2 separate regions of the Mus musculus genome follow, and region 2 is linked to region 1. Evidence: chromatin contacts called from public HiChIP or PLAC-seq data. All regions are on one chromosome and are shown on one strand. The core of a region is the stretch at or near the end of the contact, and the rest is flanking DNA. Distances in the headings are between cores, read along the strand shown. Region 1 has its middle 11 kb from the start of Mir6408. Region 2 overlaps Unc5b (unc-5 netrin receptor B).

Region 1 (5,035 bases), core at 2,403-4,902:
TAGGGAAGTGGAGGCAGGATGGGCAAGTTCAAGATCTTCCTCATCTAAATAGGCAGCTGGAGGCTTGCTGGAGCTACAAGACACCTCGCCTTGTCTCAAAACAAAGAAGCAAAAGTGTTAAATAGAAGAGACACCCCCCATCCTTGGAGGAATGTCAGGACCATGGACAGAGACGAGCAGAGGAAGCTGGCCGGAGTCTTAGCTGCCAGACCTCTACATGGTTGAATTAAAATTAAGGACCTTCAGATGGGATAGTTGTCCTGGGCGCCCAGGTGGGCCATAAGTGCAGTCATATGTATCTTCATAATGGGAGGAAGAGGCGGATTTTATGTAGACAGGAGAGGAGAAGGCCACGAGGCTACCCTGGGGCAGGGACAGGATTGGTAAAGTCACTAGCCAAGGGATGCTTGCTGTCACCAAAATCTGTGAATGACAGTGTCTGAGGAAGTGTGGTCCTGCCAACTCCTGGGTCTCAGTGCCGCGGTACCAATTGTGAAACTGTGAGAGGATAAACTTCTGTTGTTTTAGTGATGTTTGATCAACGCCATGGGTGGAAGCTAGCACAGGCATGCATGGAGAAGTGATTGCTGGTTTGGGAACACGGAAATCACTGGGAGCCTGCAGGACCAGATGTGAGGGACAGAGGCTGGGCTTTTCTGATTGAAGTGTGTGGATGACAGCTCCGCTTACTGACATGGAAAATGGGCTTCATGGAGAAGACTTCAAAGCCCCATGCTGGCCACATTAGGCTGGAGAGGAACATTCAGCATCGTTGTTGCCAAGAACAGTTCAGCCAGATGAAATTCAATGCCAAGTGCCCCTGCAGGACCCTGTGAAAGCCACAGGGAAATGGTCTCCTGGTTAAGCATAGAATAGTAACTAAACAGGATGCCTCAGCCCCTACCCAAGTGCGCTGAGCCCGAGGCATGCCGAGCGAGTGCACACGTGTTCAGAGATCTCTCCTCTAGCCAACGCTAGCACAGATCCTGCCAGGGGTGTCCCCAGGCAGTTCAGAAATAGCAGCCAGTGCCAGGGTTTGCAGTGAGTGTCAGGCCAGTTAACTTCGTGCTAGGCGTGCAGAAATGCCTGCCAGAAGAGAGATGGTGTCTGCCCAGGGGACTAACAGAGAAGTGACATCAGGAGGGACAGGAACATGGAGTGGGTGGGTGTGCACAGCATGGTGAGGAGCCAAAGGCTGAGGGGTAAACCCACACAGCCTGTCAGCTGATAACAAGCACTCTCAGCGGACAGAGTGACAACCAATGCCCATGCCCGTCGGGGGCCTGTCAGCTCTAGAGCCCAGAGCCAGGCTGGTGCTTTGCTTAGCCCATGCCCTTTCTGGGAGCTGGAATGGCAAGGCTCTCCAATGCCTCTACCATCCCCATGCACCTGATTTGGACAGGGGGTTGGCTGTCCTAGGGAGCAACTTTAGGGATTCCAGGAGGTTCAGGGGCCCCTAGTACAGAGACTGTCAAGCCCCGGGGATGTGCAGGCTCTTGGAGATTCATTTCTGGGTTTTGTTCTTCCCTCCACTGGACACATCTGAATGGGACCTCCTCTCTTGCTCTCATCTGCCTTCTGGAACCAAGAAGGAGAGAATGGGTACAGAAGACCAGAAGGGGAGATTACTATGAAGCTGCTAGGGTCTGCTGAACACTGACTGGAGGTCTGGATCTGAGCTAGAAGCCCAGGAGGTCAGTGTGTGCCAAGAACAGGGAAAAGAGATGACACGGGGGGAGAATATGCCTTCTTTTTCTCTGTATGGAGGCCAGCAGGTTCTCCTTGCTCCTGATTAGCTGAGAACAGTAAATCTCAGGAAAGGGAAGCCACCACCCACTGAAGAGGGCTTTTTACTGCCCCCTCCCCAGCATTCTTCCCATTATATCCTGCTGCTCAGGACAAGCTACACCCTTCCCTCCCCCTTTTCTTGCCCCTCTGTCATGTTCTTATCGGCACTGGCTAATTTCATGTCAACTTGACACAAGCTAGAGTCATCTGAAAAGAGGAAAAACCTCTATCAAGAAAAACGCCTCCACAAGATCTGGCCATAGGCAAACCTGTAGGGCATTTTCTTAATTAGTAATTGATTGGGAAGGGCCCAGCCTATTGTGGGTGGTGCCACCCCTGAGCTGGTGGTCATGGGCTCTATGAGAAAGCAGGCTGAGCTCTCTGTGATGGTGGAGCCGGTAAACAGTACTCCTCCATGGCCTCTGCATCAGCTCCTGCCCCCAGGTTCCTACCGGGTTTGAGTTCCTGTACTGGCTTCTTTCAAAGACAGGGCAGGGGAAGTGTGTTCCAAATAAGACCCTTTTTCTCCTAGCTGCTTTTGGTCATGGTGTTTTACTACAGCAATAGCAACCTTAACTAGGACACCATGTATGTATCCATCCATTCATTCCCCCCCATCTACCCATCCTTCTGTCTGTCTGTCTGTCTGTCCGTTCATCCATCAGTCCGTCCATTCTCACTCAGCCATACTGATAGGGAAGTGAGGAGATAGGTAAGCCTGTTGTCAGTAGTCTTAGGTTTGTGTGAAGCCTATTTTATTAGTTTTTATGGTTTGTGCTTCTTTAAAAATCAGAGATGAAATCTACGTTGAACTCCAAGTCACAATGACTTATCCTGTTTTATTGTGGGAGTTCAGAACTTTAGCACTTATGCTTTGGTTTATGGTGCATCTGAACTCTGTGTGTGTGTGTGTGTGTGTGTGTGTGTGCGCGCGCGCACGCACGCACGCACATGCACACATGTGCTTGCGTGTGTTTGGTGTGAAGTAAGGCTTGGAGTCTGTTTCCTTTTCCCCTTGAACACCTGGTTCCTCAGGCCTTCGGTGAAGATTATCTCCCACATATGACCTTCAATCTCTTGCCACCATTGACTCCTGTTAGGACAGTCATCTATCTGTTTTGTGTTCTATGACTTTATCTGTTCAATTAAATTAAATATCTACTAGCATTGTGCTAATACCACACTGCCCTTCATATAGCTTATTAGGAACTCTTGAAATTTGGTATAAGAAGATCCGAGATATTTTTCTTTTTCTCCAAATTGGCCTATTGCTTCCTTGTTTAGTTTCAAGCAAGTGTGTTGTTTTTTACACCATGCTGGGCTTTGGCGGCAAAGGCTTTGAGTCTGCACACTGTTATATTTTCTGATTCATGGATTTGGCATGACTCTCTGTTTACTTAGATCAGTTTTTAATTGCTGTGACTAATAATTTATACCTTAAGTCGACAGGAAATACACACATTTTTATTACCACTATTCCAAACTATTTCCTGAATTTCCTGCCATTATAAATGATATTCCTAAATTTGCATTTCTAATTATTCATTTCCAGGGCTTAGAAATACGATTGATATTTTTTTTCATATTAGCCTTGAATCTTGTTACCATGCCAACCTCACTAATCAATCCTAGTGTTTTTTTCTGTTGATCCATTTGGATTTTCTTTATAGGAAGATGATAAATTTACAGAAGGAAGGGAGAGAGGGACAGAGGGGGGGGGGAGCGCTCACCTTTGATATCTTTTCAGCCTATGAAGCTTATATCTTGTTCTATTTTTTCTTGTCTGTTTGCACCAACTAGAGCCCCTCTGATTTTCAAGCTCAGGTGGAAACAGGGTTTTCTACCATCAAGTTGTGGTATTCATTCTGACTCAGAGATGTCCTCACTAGGGTTCTGGATGCTCCCTTCTAGGCTTAGTTTATGACACGGTTGCTTTGGGGGGGTGCTTTAAATCATGAAGGAGTGTACAATTTTGTCTAATACCCCCCTCTGAGAGTGTGTGTGTGTGTGTGCAGGCGAGTTTACCTGTGTGCACAAGTGGGCCAGAGAAAGGCATTCTCCTGTATCATTCTCCATCTTATTCTTTGAGGCAGGGTCTCTCCCTGAACCTGGAATTCATGGGGTCGTATTTCAACTAGACACCCCCCACCCCTGATCTTCCTGTCTCTGCTTTCCCCGTGCCACAGTGCAGAAGTTCCAGGCACAAACAAGGCCACACTCATCTTATTACGTGGATGCTGAGATCTGAACTCAGGCCCTTGAGATTATGCAGTAAGCCCTCCTAACTACTGAAGTCTCTCTTCAGCCCCTCCAATACCTTTTTGATGTCTTTTTGTTTCTGTTTTGCTTATTAAAATAATAAGGTATATTGAATGTCAAACAACTGTGTGTTCTTAAAAGAAACTTCACTGAGTCATGAATTGATCTGCTCACATATTCCCATGTTTGGCTTACTATGTCTTGCTGAGTCCCATGTTCTTTGTTGGCACTGGTACTGACTGGAGCTCTCCCTTCCTCTCCCGGCCTTGGTTAGGGCATCAGGGTACTATTTGCTCCAAGAAAGGAATTTTCCCTCCTCCTCTGTGACTGAGGGGTTTCCATAGATTTGGTTCTGACCTTAGGTGTTTTATATAATTAACCACTGGAGCCATCTGAATATGAAGTGGTATGGGTGAGATTTCTCAGCAGGTAAAGGTGGTTGCCAACAAACCTGCCTTTGATTCCTGGGACCCCACAGTAGAAGGAGAGAAATGACTTCCAAAAGTTGTTCCCCATCCTCCACATGAACACTGTGGCACACACACACACACACACACACACACACACACACACAAAATGTATTTATAAAGGTGTCATTTAAAAGGAAAGAAAACTTGAATGTAGGCTCTAAAGTCAGAAAGAAAACAAATATGCTTGCCTTAACTTCTTTCCAATATGTGCTGGATTCTAGGCAGAGGAATGAGGTGAGGAAAAAAAATTGAAAAGCAGCCATATTAGAAAGTAAGATTTAAAGCCATTTCTGTTTTTATAATACATAAAATGATATATGTATAATGATATGTTAAGAAAATGAACATACAATTAAAGCTAATAAATGATGTTAGGAAAGATATACAGTCTGAGAGTCACACACACAAAATGACAGTGCTTCTTTATGCTAGCAAAAAGTTACCAAAAAATGAAATAAATGGTTCTGTGTATAATAGTATAAAAAAGAGTACAGTTTTTAGAAATAACTTCAGTCAAA
Region 2 (4,775 bases), core at 290-2,789, 94 kb after region 1:
GAGTGGCAGAAACTTGGTGTAGGTTTGGTGCAAGGGGTTGGTGGTGGTGACAACTTTGAGAGGGCAGTGGGGCCATTGTCCCCATCCCCCTTCAAAGCAGAGAGGCCACATCTAAGCAGTATACTTCTCTCTGAGACTTTCCCTACCTGATAGGTGTAGGGTTAGCTTAATAGACTCCACTCCCTTCCTTCATTCCATCAAACACTTTCCATTGTCCCCATAGCCCTGTCACCTGTAGAATTTCCTGAAGAGAGAAAGTGTTATAATGTCTGTTGGCCTCAAATGGCTAGGCACATTTTGAACATGGCATGTTCCCATGGGCACCTCGTGAATGTAAGGGGTGTTGGCAGAAGCGTGGATTCCATAGCTCATGGAGAAGGGCCCTCGCGTCCACATAAGGAAATCTGCTCCACTGTGGAACACTGGAACCCTCAGTTTGACCAGACTGGCAGCTTTTTGTCCTGTGTCCGCTCAGGTGTCCCCTCTTAGAAAGCTTAACAGCCCCATCCATCAGCACCTACCACCACCTGGAGTTCTCATGTGCCTGTACACAGAAGTTCTCTGGTTTAGCTGGCTTTCTCACTCCATGAGGGCAGAGCTGTGTCCCTTGGGAATGGCCCAGTGGCCAGAACAGTGTCCCACACAGAGTAGGCCTCAGTGAACATTTGCTCGCTAAGTGTGTCACTAAGTGTGTCACAGAAGTGTTAGCTAGAATTTGCTAGAGTTCACACGCCTGCTCCCCCCAACCCCGTCTGCATATTTAAGTCTGGCATAGACATTGGGTCTTTGCAAGGCTCCAAGAGATTCTAGCCTGTATTCCCCAACCATGAGCCCCAACAGTGGGCACACAGAGATTCCAGCAACAGTGGCTGTAGGCTGGGTGCTGGGACTTCAGTTCCTTTGTAGTTCTGTCTGCAAAGAAGGCAGAGGGCTGTGATTAGGTATACTCTGGGCCCTCCTGTCCCACCTACATTTTGTCATTCTGGAGATGTCTGTGACCTTACGGCATTCTTTTGTCCCACAGAGCAAACAGTTCCCTAGTGAGGTAACCTTGCCAAACCCTATTAGGAAACTGGTATCCTGTCCGTCTCTCCCAAATAAATGGCAAAGTGCTGTCCAGGGCCCTGTTGCCCCTCTCCTGGTGCCTGAGAGACACCAATGGCTCTGGGCTCCAGCAGTGCCGGCATCTCCTTTTTTCTGGCAACAGAGCTGAGCTGTGTTGGAACCTGTCTCTTCTCCCCTGATAGCACGCAGTTTAAATAAGATCTCCATTTACCAGAAGTTCACACCACAGCTCATGTGTTATATGAGAAGCAGCAATCTCACGTTTGCTGGTGAATGCTGTTCAGGGATGCGATTGGGGTGGTGGGGGTTGGAGTGTGTGTGTGTGGGGGGGGAAGCATCACAGAGAGGGGACGTGAGGAAGGAGGGACTCCAAGCTGTCAGCCCAGCCCCAGCGCTGGCAGTGCCAGGCTCCTCTTGGCTCGGTGTGGGGCTGCTGGGGGAGGTGCCAGGGCTCTGTGAGCTGACCTCAGGCTGCTGGAAGGCTCGGAGCCGGATGGGCGCATGATGTCACCACCACTTCCGCCTGTTGGCACTCCCAGCAATGCACTGGGTCATTTACACGTCTTCAGTCTGTTAGGAAGAGACTCTTGGTGAGGGAGATTTATTGGTTGCCTCTGCCTTCCTTAGAAGCCTTTGTTAGGAACCTAATAAGGAAGGCACTTGGTGGCTATAGAGAGACCCCCCCCCCACACTCTGAGTCTCTCCTCCCCACATCCCGGGGCCACGTAAAAGTGAATAAGCAAATTCTAGTTGCAGGGTGTCTTCCAGCCTAGGTAGGAAGTGGGTGGCATGACCCTGCTTATGCAGAAGGGGAAACTGAGGCAGTAGCAGTTTGAGCACGTTGGAAGCAAGGCTTGCAGTCTTGTGCCTGGATCCTCTGGGCTGACAGGCAGGTTGCTAACTGCATTTCTAAATGCTGCTGGAGTCTGATCTCTTCCAGAGCATTAGTTTATTACAACGACCAGGATGCTCTATGATCTGGAGGTAGATTGGTGCCTCAGTTTCCCCCAAAGTAAACCAAGAGCTGGCTTTGGCTGTCTTTCAGCAAAGTAAGGCCCTTCAGCCTTTCCTTGCAGGTTTCCAAGTAGCCACACTAAGGAGATGGGTGGTGGGGGGAAAGAAGGTCCTGTGGTCACCTCATCACAGGGTCCGTGGTCCAGGCTGATGCACCTGTAATAAATATCGAGCTGACAGTTGTTAAGCCGCATCCCTGACCTCTGAATAAATAAAAAGCTGCTTAGAATAACAGCCCCGGAAAATGCTGGAGGTTCCTGCTCACTCTCAGTTTCCCTTCCACTGGCCAAACCTGTTTGCCTGGACACCCACCCACTCCCATTGTCTCCCCTCCCCTGTGGCTCCTCAGGCCCCTGTCCATCACTTCAGCCCCAAGGGCAGCCACTGCCTGGCCTGGCTTTTGTTCACAGCTCTGTAGTCTGTCCAGAGCTCCTTGCTCCTTCAGCAGCCAGAGCAGCTAATAGGGAAACAGCTCTGCAGCTGACAGCTGAGAGACAGGCCAGCCAGGCCTCCCTGGGGCTGGGGGTGGGGCACAGAATAGATGCCCTCTGGTTCAGTCTTCAGAACCTTGCTGGCATTTCCTTCTGTGGCTCTGTCCCTGTGATATGAACCGGGCTACTGCCTCTGGCAGAGGTCACCAGGAAGTTAAAATCTGGGCCCCCAGCTGGCTCCCAGGATGCCCCAGAGCACATGGGCACCATTTGATGTTCTGTGAATATTGTATGTGAGCTATCTGTGTCTCCTGGCTTTCTCATTACAGGTAGTTCAGGTTCTCAGGAGCTGTTAGGTAGAGTCATAGAATGTCAGATGTGGAAAAGACAGACAAGAGCCGGAAAGCCCATTTTATAGCGAAGGGTACTGAAGCCTTGGGCAGTGAGCACTTCAGACTACTGTTCAAAGTTCACAGTGGCAGATCCTGGGTTTGAACAGGAACCTGAGGCCTGTGCCCTTGATCCTGACCCAAGGGAAAGGCCCAGGAGAGCCCTGGCCCGGCCAGGGAATCCATCACAGGTAAACAGTGCCCACCAGAAATGTGCCTTCCACACTGGAGCCTGGGGTTTTGCTCAGAGTGTCCTAGGGGTCCTAGTGCTCCTCCGTGGCCTTCTTGGGGCTTCTGGGTCCTGCCTTTGTGTGGTATTTTCTTCTAGGTTGGGGAGGGGAGGTAAGTGTCCTAGAATTTGCAGTAGAACTTGCGTGGGGTTTCTGGGGTGCAGGAGCACAGCTAGCCAGGGGGCCCAGCTAGTCTTGTGACTCAGACAGCCCTGCCATTTAGGGATTGCTAGGTCTGGTTGTCCTTGGGAATCTCGGTCCCTCTCCCGTCTCTGTTGGGGGAGGTGAGAATTTAGAGCCAGGGTGGGGTGGGGGTGGGGGTGGGGGTGGGGGTTGCGGTTACAGGATGTGGCATCTAGTCCTTTCCGGGTAGATTGCATTCCTCCCTGTCTGGCCCAGAAAGTCCCCCCCCCCCCATGTTTGTCCCCTAGGACCCAGGAGGGTCTCCTCTGCCCTCCCAGGCTCAGATGCAGATGCGGCCTCCTCCAGGCCTCTCGCACCAGTGTGCTGCCTCTGACATTCCGCCCCAGCAGATAAGGATCCTGTCTGGCGCCTGGGTGCTTTTCTCCTCCTCCTTTCCAAATCTGTCCCCTGATTATCTGCAGACAGCCCCTCTCCAGGGGGCCACCAGGGACCCGGCTGAGAGCTCTGAGCAAGACCGAGGTGGAACCAGTTAGCAGCCACCACCATCCCCCACCAGCCCCCCCACACCAGCCCCTCACCCTTCTCCGTCTTTGCTAAACTCCACAGGAGGTTTAGCCCCAAGCTAAGGACTGGCTTCCTAAGGGTAGGACTGACTAGCTTTCGCTGGGAGAAGTGGGTGTGTAAACCAGAGGCTGGGCCAGAATTGGCCAAGATGGGGACTGAGGGTGGAGTCACTCCTGTGGTCCAGCACTCCTCAGCCCTGGGCCTGGATAGTGCCCAGAGGGGATGTGGTAGAGATTGCAGCCAGCCAGCCAGACATCCACATCCTGTGGGAGCCGCTGGCCTGAGAAGGGCTCGGGACACTTTGAAAGGGAGTACCAGAGGGCATGTGGAGCCCAGCAAGAGACTCTGGGGAGTGGACTCCCAAGACAGATGATGCTCTGGCTTCTGGCTCTCCCTGCCTTTGAATCCCATCCCCTAGGTCCAGAGCTTCTGGCCTCACAGGCAGTCTTCAGAGAGGGTGGACCAGGGGGGCTCACCAAGCCCTCTGGCAAGCGAGCAAGCAGGTCTGGGCTGCTCTTTCCCAGGACTGCACAAGCCCTGCCTCACTGGGAGGTGGGAGCCCACAGTTCTGTCTCACTGGCTTTCATTGTCAGTTACGACCTCTGTGATTTTTGGTGGGGGCAAGCTTCTTTTGGTCTGTGGATCTCATATTTGTGCTGTCAGTGGAGGGTGTCTTCTGGTAGGAGCAGGAGGGAACAGACACCACTTTGCCTGACCCTTCCAGCTTCCCAGAGTGGTCAGAGGGGATACCCTGTAATTATGAAGCCAGTCCATGATACAGCTCAGGCCAGAACCCCCAGTACAGGGCAGAGCCTCTGGAGAGCAAACAAAAGGCCGACTCACCTAGCACTCTTTTCCTATGCTGGCTTTCCCTGACTCCCTACCTTCCCTGCCCCCAGCCTTCCTTCGAGCCCCTCCCCAGCCTCTAAAACACCCGC

Evidence for each region. HiChIP or PLAC-seq counts read pairs in DNA pulled down with a chosen protein or histone mark.
Region 2: an HNF4G HiChIP or PLAC-seq map of pancreatic cancer cells shows a contact between it and region 1. The contact joins two enhancer-like sites. A contact is called at or near these places in 1 of 484 Hi-C or Micro-C datasets (cerebral cortex), 5 of 115 datasets of contacts at active chromatin or transcription factors (VIP interneurons, embryonic midbrain, embryonic stem cells and 2 more) and 2 of 9 other capture datasets (liver and pancreatic islet).

The regions. Positions count from the first base shown.
Region 1 is chr10:60,909,723-60,914,757 of GRCm38.p6, reverse strand. No RefSeq gene overlaps it. Among named protein-coding and RNA genes, the nearest start is that of Mir6408, 11 kb to the left of the region's middle. Within about 2 kb of position 3,652, at least 1 of the 459 cell types and tissues checked has an H3K27ac peak or open chromatin away from gene starts, as enhancers often do. A contact at or near this core is called in pancreatic cancer cells, where this site is marked.
Region 2 is chr10:60,813,830-60,818,604 of GRCm38.p6, reverse strand. All of the region lies in intron 1 of Unc5b (unc-5 netrin receptor B), which reads left to right. Among named protein-coding and RNA genes, the nearest start is that of Unc5b, 15 kb to the left of the region's middle. RefSeq lists an enhancer at 1,762-4,775. Within about 2 kb of position 1,539, at least 157 of the 459 cell types and tissues checked have an H3K27ac peak or open chromatin away from gene starts, as enhancers often do. A contact at or near this core is called in pancreatic cancer cells, where this site is marked.